2 separate regions of the Sus scrofa genome follow, and region 2 is linked to region 1. Evidence: chromatin contacts called from public HiChIP or PLAC-seq data. All regions are on one chromosome and are shown on one strand. The core of a region is the stretch at or near the end of the contact, and the rest is flanking DNA. Distances in the headings are between cores, read along the strand shown. Region 1 holds the start of TRIM4 (E3 ubiquitin-protein ligase TRIM4). Region 2 holds the start of MEPCE (7SK snRNA methylphosphate capping enzyme).

Region 1 (4,045 bases), core at 1,544-4,043:
GTCACTGGGCATGATGTTTTTGAGGTTCATCCCTGTTGTGGCGTGTCAGTACTTTCCTCCTTTTATGAATGAATATTCCTTGTATTGCTCTTCCACATTGTATGGATTCATTTTTCAGTTGGACATTTGCATTATTTCCACTTTGGGGCTATTATGAAAAATGGTGCTGTGAACACCAGCTTTTGTGTGAACATAGGTTTTCATTTCTCTTGGGTAGATACCTAGGAGTGAAATTTCTGGAGCACATATGGTAACACTTTAACTTTTTGAGCAAGTGCCACACCTTTTTTTTCCCACAGCATTTGTACTAATTACTCCTTTACATTCCCAGGAGCAGTGTACAAATGGGTTCCAACGTACCCACATTACCCACATTTTTCCAGTTTGACTTTTAAATTCTAGCCATCCTAGTGGGTGAAGTGATATTTCATTGTGGCTTTGATTTGCATTTCCCTAATGACTGATGACATTAGGCATCTTCTCATGTACTTATTGACTATCTGTATAGCTTCTTTGAAGAAACGTCTACTCAAATCCTTTGCCCATTTTTAAATTGGGCTGTTGGTATTTTTGTTGTTGAGTTCTTCATGCATTCTGGATACTAGATCCTTATCTGAGGTATGAGTCCAAATTTTTTCTCCTGTTCAGTGGATTGTCTTTCAGTTCATTAACGGTGTCCTCCAGTGCACAAAAGTTTTACACTTTGATGAAACTGAATTTGCTAATTTTTTTATTTCACTGCTTATGATTTTGGTGTTACAGTTATGAAATCATTGCATAATCCATGACTGTGAAGAATACACCCATTTTTCCAAGAGGTTTATAGTTTTAGCTTTATGTTAGGTCTTTGATTGAGTTTGAATGAACTTTTGTGCGTGGAATGATCTAAAGGTCCAATTTCATTCTTTTGCATGTGGATGTCCAGTTGCATCGGTACCACTTGTTGAAAGGCTAATTTTCCCTACATATAACGGTTTTGGCACCATTGCTGAAAACCAATTGCTTGTAGCTGTACGGCACTGTTGCTGTACTCTCAATTTGATTCCCATTGATGTATATGTCTATTCTGATGGCAGTACTACATTTTAATTACTGTAGCTCTGTAATAATGTTTGAAATTGGGAAGTGTGTGTTCTCCTACTTTGTTCTTCTTTCTCAAGATTGGCCACTTGGCATCCCCTGAAATGCCATATGAATTCCAAATGAATAAAGCTGTCAATTCAGGAGCCACAACATTTTCAGTAGAGAAGGATGTTCATTTCAGGAGTATGGCAGCATTGAAAACAAAGACATTAGAAGATATACTTCAATACACAGGCAGACATATAGACATATAGACACTTGCAGTAAAACACTCATGGGAAACGTCAATAACCGATAAGAGTACCTCTTCCTGCTTGGTCTATATGAAGACTCAGATTTCTTCTCAGTATAGTATTCCAATTTACAAAGAAAACACAGCTATCGGATGCATAATTTAAACATTTAAACATAGCCATTCTGTGGAACCTTCATCAAACCCCCAAAACAGTGACCCCCAAGCGCTCCTTTTTCAAATCCCCTAATCAGCATATTATGGGAAAGGCAGTATCTGATTTGGGGACACAAGAAGAATTAAAAATTTCTTTCATAAGAAACAGAACAGAGTGCGAAGAATTTAAGAAAAAAAAAAAAAACACCTCAGAAACACAAGATAAAAATCCATTGGAGAGAAACAGATAACACTGTGAAACAGGCAAGCATATTGTTTGTTGAAAGGCTCAATGGATGACACATGGGATGGCAAGTGGTTCAAGTTGGGTACCAAAAGACAATGCATCTACGCATCTGAATCTTAAGCACTTCCACTTAAAACACCTGATTTCCTTCCCACCACTCTTAGAGTGTTGCTCTGACAACGTGGTCCTAGTCTTCTCAGGTAGGAGGATCAGGAACTGCTCCAGCACCACCAGCAGCAGCAGCTACAGGCTCTGCTTCCTCCCAGAATCTTAGACGACAGCCACTCCTGGCAGATCACCCAGAGTCCTTTAGACCTCCTGGGCGCTGAACCGCTTAAATACTGGTGGGAAGTCTCAAACCTGAGGAAGACCGTCTAACCCTAGATTCTTCCCCCTAACTTAACTATTAGAACGTCTATCTACACTGGGCGAGTGTGCCCCATGGTGAGAATGGGCTGCCTCTATCTCCTACGCTATGGAAGAAAGAGAGGGAAATCAGGGTGGCAAGGCGATCAGAAAGCTCCCTACTACGTCGTGGGGGCTAAACACTCCTTTTTCTGTTCGCTCGCCTCCGAAACTTAGCTGGCCTGTTCGCCCGGCTCCTCGAATCCCTGGAGAGTTGGTGGGCTTCGTGGGGGCATCAGGAAATCCTGCCTTTTTAGGAATTCAACTAGACCTCGGGGGTTCGAGGACGAGAACAGATTCCTTTCCTGGAGAATGAGGCTGAACGATAAAAGGGAGACTTCAGGAAGAGCCAGCCTAAGGGGATGCCCCCGATCCTCCTAATCCTTCAGGCCATAAGCTGCACCTCGCCTAGGAAGTCAGAACCTAAATCGTCCGGAGCGGCCGGCCAACACTGACCTCACCTCGCAAACCTGAAGGACTAGCGAAGTTCACCAGCGCCTCCCCACGTTGCCCCACCAGCTGCTGCTGCAGCTGCGCGGTCGCCTCACAGCCGCGCGCTCGGCAAACCTGAGGTCCTCGCCTCCTCTCTAGGCTTCCCGAGGGGGGGCTTCCGCATCTCTACTGTCCGCCCGGTGGGGGCGCGCCCTCCCGACATGCCCCGCGCGCCGTCGGGGTGCGGAAACCTGCCGTGCGCGCGCTCGGCCCCCCTCAGACGCGCCGGGAAGGACCTCCTCCCCGTCCCCGGGCCCCGCCTGGATCCCGGTCCCAGGAAGAGATGGCACTTCGCCCTTCGGCGGGAGGCGGCGGCCGCAGGTCGGAAGGCCATCGGCTTCGGGGGCCCGCCTGCAGCCTGCCGGCCTTTCCTCCGACCCCGCCCCCGGATCGGGGTCAGAGGAGCAGCATGGAGGCCGAGGACCTCCAGGAGGAGCTGAGCTGCTCCATCTGCCTGGACTATTTCGAGGACCCGGTGTCCATCGAGTGCGGCCACAACTTCTGCCGCGACTGCCTGCGCCGCGGTTTGGCGCAGGGCTGCAACCAGTTTCCCTGCCCCGAGTGCCGGCGGCCGTCGACGCCCTCTGCGCTGCGGCCCAACTGGGCCCTGGCCCGGCTGGCGCAGAAGGCGCGGCGCCGGCGCGAGGGCCCCGCGTCCCGCGGGCTGTGCGACCGTCACGGGGAGCCGCTGCGGCTCTTCTGCGAGGACGATCAGCGACTCATGTGCATGGTGTGCAGGGAGTCCCAGGAGCACCAGGCCCACACCATGGCCCCCATGGACGAGGCCTTCCAGAGCTACCGGGTGAGCCGGCCGTTGCAGGGTTGCCGGAATTGCGTGGGCACTTGTACTGTTTACACTAGGTGGCCGCTTTTGCCGCTGGAAGCATGAAACGCCCCCGTGGCCCCCTCCCAGGCTCAAAAAAGTTAAGCTACTCACCGATCTCCGGGCTGGAGTTAAAACAGGGATTGGGAGGGGGGTGTAGTCCTCCTTGCAGAATTTTCAAGGGACTGGCCTCCTGGAGTTTAAGACAAACATTGTAGAAGGTTATATACCAGTGGTGTCCAATAGAAACAAAAAACACGAGCCACGCATGCTACTAAAGTGTTTTTCAGTAGTAAAAAGAGGCAGGTGATGTTAATTTCAATATTTTTTTCAACTACATCAGTAACATTTTATTAAGAGAATTTTTAAGATAAGCAGACGAAAAACCACGGGAAGAGCAATAAATAATATGTTTTATTTAACCCTCTTTTCCAAAATATTATCACTCGGTATTAACTGATAGGAAAAATTATCAGTGAGATCGTTTACTTTTTTTTTCATGATAGGTTTTTGAAATAAATCTGTGTTTGCTTCACGTTGACCGCACACATCAATTGGGACTAGCGGTATTTCAGATGCTCCCGTGGCTGAGGTTGCTCTATTGGAC
Region 2 (4,569 bases), core at 2,024-4,523, 520 kb before region 1:
GTGAAGTCAGGGGACAGACACTGAGGGCACAGTCATCTTTCCTACAGAGGACTTTCTGACTCTCCCCCACCCCATCATCTAGGGTCAGTGTGGAGAGGATTTAAGGCCACGGGACACTCTTCAACCAACTCTGCATCTAACTGTAAACGAGGTCCTTATGGAAGGGCAGAAACTATGAGTATTAGCCACTTCCTCAATCCTCCCCCCATTCCATGCACCTTCAGGAGGTTGGAGGACAGGTTTTCATTTGGACCAGATGAGCAGCAGCCCCCAAGGGAAGGTGGACAGGAGTCTGTGCCTATCCTGGGGCTTGTAGTCATGAGAAAGGACTCCAAGTAGAGCCCCTACCTTCCCCACCTTGCTAGGTTATAGGAGGGGAAAGACACCCAGTGGAATCAGTCGCCGATTCAGACCCTTCTTTTGAGGATGTGGGCTCTTCATGTGCACAGAAGCCCTCTGGGTCGTAACCTTCCCCTGCCATGTTCCTGTTTAATCTCATCTTCATTCCCAGGCCCCTATCCCAAGCCTGCAGATCTTCTTACCGTGACGAAGACAACATTGTTGGGGAAGACGGACGTGTCTGCTCCATCCAAGGGCACTTGGGGTGCAGCGATGGGACCCCGGCTGGCGGTCAGGGAAGCTGGGAAGCAGCTCCTCTTTTGGACGGTTGAGGTCCCTTCCTCACCCTCTGTTCCTGGGTCCCCCTCAGAAGTCTGGGGTGGCTGACGCAGCTCTTCAGACAAGTAGTGTCGGATGTTTTGGCGGGCCGAGTGGATGAGATGGGGATCAATGTCCAGGCCCACCATGCGGGATGGGCCCCACTTACAGGCAATGCTCAGAGTCAGATGGCCCACGTTGCAGCCCAGATCTAGGACGTCACGACCCCGAAACCACTCAGGCTTCATAACCCGAAGGCGCCCATCCTCACAGGAAGGATTGCGGTACCCATAGTACTTGCAATAATTCCCATACTGGAACTTGCACTGCTGCTTTTTGAAGCCTGCTGCAGGTAGTGGGTGGGGGTGTTGGCGGCCTCCCCCACTCCCTCTGCCCTTTTCCTTGGGACCCTGGCCTCCACCCCTAGCCCCTGCCTCTGACTTGCTGGAAGTCCTGCGACGTTTGCGATGTCGTGAGGAGGAAGACGGGGGTGCAGAGGTAACTGAGGCAGCTGAAGGGGCTGAAAGGGAGCCTGAGGGACCCTGTAGGGCAGATGGAAGGGGAGACACGACCTCATCCCTGCAGTTGATGGCTGTGTTGAGTTCATAGGGTTGGGGGACGTCCCGGTTCTGGCCCCTTTGCCGCTGCTGCTGTGTGGTGCCCTCCCCTTGGAGTGAGGGAGTGAGGGGGGCTGTGGGCAGCACGGAGTGGCTATCATTCCCTCCAGTTGCCTGCTGCTGCTGCTGCTGCTGGTGGTGCTGTCCCCGATGTCTATGCCGCTTCCGACCAGTCTTGAGTGGTGAAGCAAGGACTACTTGGGCCTCATCAGTGCAAGTATTGAGACTGAGAGGGTCAGTAATATCTTTGGGGATGAGTATCTCCACTGGATCTCGTCCCTTGGCCGGAAGTGGGGATGACTTAGGGGTCTCCGCATTGAGTGCACGGCTCACTTCCTCATCCAGGAGACTATTCAGGTTCAGCGGATCAAAGATATTGCCCCCCAGGAGGAAGTTGGAAGGTAAGACAGAGTCACAGTCCGAATTAACCCGCCTGCGCCTCTTGAAGGCCGGATGTTTGAAGCCTCCACCACCTCCCCCTACATTACAGCTATTTCTCCTCTTGCCCCCACCTCCCCCAGGGGGCCGGTGGGGCTGATAGCCATTACGTGGTCGAGGAGGAGCAAGGGGGCCCAGTTCTGTTCCGCCCCCTCCCCGGCGCTCCTCCCCCACGTCCGGGGGAGCGGCTAGCCCCTGGGGATCCGACAAGCAGGCCTCTCCGGTCGACTGGGCCTGGGGGCCGCCCCCTCGCTGCTGCTGCGACTGGCCGCCCCGAGGGGTGGAGGTAGCCCCGGGGCTCTCCTTGCCTGCCCCAGAAGCTGGGGACCCCGCCGAGTGTGCGCGCGGGCCCGGCCCACGCTGCGTCCCGCCGCGGAGCTCCCCGGAGGCGACCTCTCGGTGTGGTTGCACCGTGGGGCCGCCCCCTCCGCCCGACTCATCTTTGAGCGGCGGTGGCGGGGCCGGCACCAGAAACGGCTCCTTCTCCGCCGCCATCTCGATCATTTCCTCCCCTTATTCCGTCCCAGTCGAGGGCAACCAGGGGGACCAGGGGGCTTAACCCCCCCTTCCTAAGACCGCGCTCCCTTCCCCCCTTTCCTGAGTGCGCGCGCAGTTCCGCTTCTCGCCTAGTCTCGTCCCCAAGCGCCTCCCCCGAAGCGCGCCCCACTCGCCCGCGAGACCAAAACAAGATGCCCGCGAGACCCGAACTCGAGGAACCAACCGCGCGTGCGCCGACTCCTTTCTCCTCTACCACTACCGCTTCGCCGCGAGCGCGCACTGCTGGAGCGCGTTCCTCTGGCCCCGGAATCACGCATGCGCACTCAGCCACCACCCTGGTTGCGCGCGCATCAGAGTACGAACCAACTTAACGGCTCCGGGAGTTTAAATATAGCCCCCCTAAGCCCCCCCAACCAAAGCCCACCACCCCAAACTGACGCCCTACTTCCCTTCGCAGCTACGTCCGTCCCTAGTGATATCCTTTGTCTCTGCCGCGCGATCCCACCCACCGTAGGCGGGGGACGGGGAGCTGGTGTGAAAAGGTCTCCTTGACACCCGACCCTTGTTCCTGAGGAATGAGTCTCTGCCGTCTCCGCCCGGCTCTAAACCCAGCAACCTCCCTACCCCGCCTCCTTCCTCCCCCTAGCGGGCAGCGCCTGCGCACACCCTTTTGGGCTTGCGCGGGTAGATGCAGCACGTGCTGGAGATGACGCCCCTCCCTCCGTCCTAGAGGCGGGGACTGCTACGTCGCTTCCTCAGGTTTGGTACGCGCAACATGCGTCAGCACGATTCGGAGGGGCGTGGCTAAAGAACGGGGAGGCCCTCGTGAATTATTCATAAAGTGGTGGCCCTCTTGGCCCACCTATTTCTAAAGAGGGGCGAACCTAGAAGTAGGAGAAGGAAAGGAGCGGAGTGTACCCACTGTCTTCCTAACTACTGTTCTCAGTATAATACAATAGGTCATTTTAACTCACCCCCCTGGAAAATATTCTCTGATGAACTGGGGGAAAAAAAGTACTAAGGCGATGTTGTCCAACTTCCTCTTTCCCCGAAACGGCCAGGTCGTTCTCTCGCTCCTCCGCCTTCCCTCAATCGCGATCACCTGGGGACACCACGCCCTCCTCTCCGCCTCCACACCCACCACCCGACGCCTGCTCGCGAGCCCCTCCCCCCGTTAGGGAACGGCGACCCAGACGCCCACCACAGCCACCAATAACAGTATATCTACCACCACCGCCCCCTTTGCACGCAGGCTTTTCCGAGCACCCGCGGCGCGTTTGCGCCGCCTTATATAAAAACGAACGTGGGCAGGGAAGAGATTTCGGTCGGCTTTGGGGGCCCCGGCCTCAGCCAATGGGGAACAAGCTACTCGATGCCCTTTTCAGAGGGGGCCCGTTCTCCGGGCCCACAGCGATTGGGGTTTGGGTCCTGTGGCTGCGAAGAGGGCGAAAGAGGCGGGAGTGGTGTTAAGGGTAGTCTCAAAATATCAAAATAAGGGTTTGAAGGAGACTCAAAGGGAGAATGGGAATCAGGAAGGAAGTCTAGGGCAGAGAAAAAAGTTAGGAAAAGGAAGATGGGCTTCATGAACGATCAGGCACTGCTGCTGCCACCTAAAAAAAAAAAAAAGTGAGGCCAACCAGGATTATGGGACTTGTAGTTTTACAGGGCGTTTGTTTGGAAGATGGCGCTATAACTCAGCTGCGCAAGCGCCGAACTAGCTTCCAGCTGCGCATGCGCAGCAGTCCTGCGAGCACGCCGCTTGTAGGAGGGGTGGGGTGGAGCTTGTGTGTGGCCTCGCGCCTTACCTTGCTTGGTGGCGGGAAAACTGGCTCGAGTTTTGGAGGGGTTTGCAGAGTTGCTGCGGTAGCTCATTCTGCTCCTGGCCTTTAGGTCCTCCTCGCTCCAGAAGATTGCTGGTGCTTTTCCGGTTGCAGGTGAAGGTGCTAGGCGCGGCCAATCCTAGTACCTGTTGCCTGAGGAGAGGTTTTCTCTTTAGGGCGAGGACCAACTCTTAGCCTGAGGAGAAGTTTTCTCTTTAGGACGAGGACCAACTCTTAGCTCTCTCCTCAGAATCTCCAACAGCAAACTCGCACCCAACAAACAAACAAAAGTAACCCAGTAGTATCGGGGCGGGCGACGACGGGCCGGAGAGAATGAGGATCCTGGTGCCTCCGCGGGCTGGGGGAGGGGAGAGGGAGCTGAGGGGAAATTCACGAGGAGTTTCTTGATGGGGAAGAGACAGTCACTGTTTTACCTATTGAGGGGAGTGAAGAACTTTTGCCTGTGGTACCTTTGGTGTTAATTGCCGTCCTTAAGAGGGAATTGGTGAGGGAAGAGAGAAGGGAAATGTAGGTCGCCC

What was found. HiChIP or PLAC-seq counts read pairs in DNA pulled down with a chosen protein or histone mark.
Region 2: an H3K27ac HiChIP or PLAC-seq map of alveolar macrophages shows a contact between it and region 1. The contact joins the promoter of MEPCE here to the promoter of TRIM4 in region 1. A contact is called at or near these places in 1 of 47 Hi-C or Micro-C datasets (epiblast stem cells) and 1 of 2 datasets of contacts at active chromatin or transcription factors (alveolar macrophages).

What each region holds. Positions count from the first base shown.
Region 1 is chr3:7,836,335-7,840,379 of Sscrofa11.1, reverse strand. It overlaps TRIM4 (E3 ubiquitin-protein ligase TRIM4), which reads left to right and starts at 2,793. Exons shown (of 6, transcript XM_003124333.5): 1 at 2,793-3,417. The coding sequence starts at 2,899. LOC110259868 (a long non-coding RNA gene) reads right to left here and starts at 2,726. Exons shown (of 2, transcript XR_002342269.1): 1 at 2,585-2,726; 2 at 726-1,212.
Region 2 is chr3:8,355,306-8,359,874 of Sscrofa11.1, reverse strand. MEPCE (7SK snRNA methylphosphate capping enzyme) reads right to left here and starts at 3,273. Exons shown (of 4, transcript XM_003124352.6): 1 at 543-3,273. The coding sequence starts at 2,216. ZCWPW1 (zinc finger CW-type PWWP domain protein 1) reads left to right here and starts at 3,680. Exons shown (of 18, transcript XM_005661906.3): 1 at 3,680-4,144.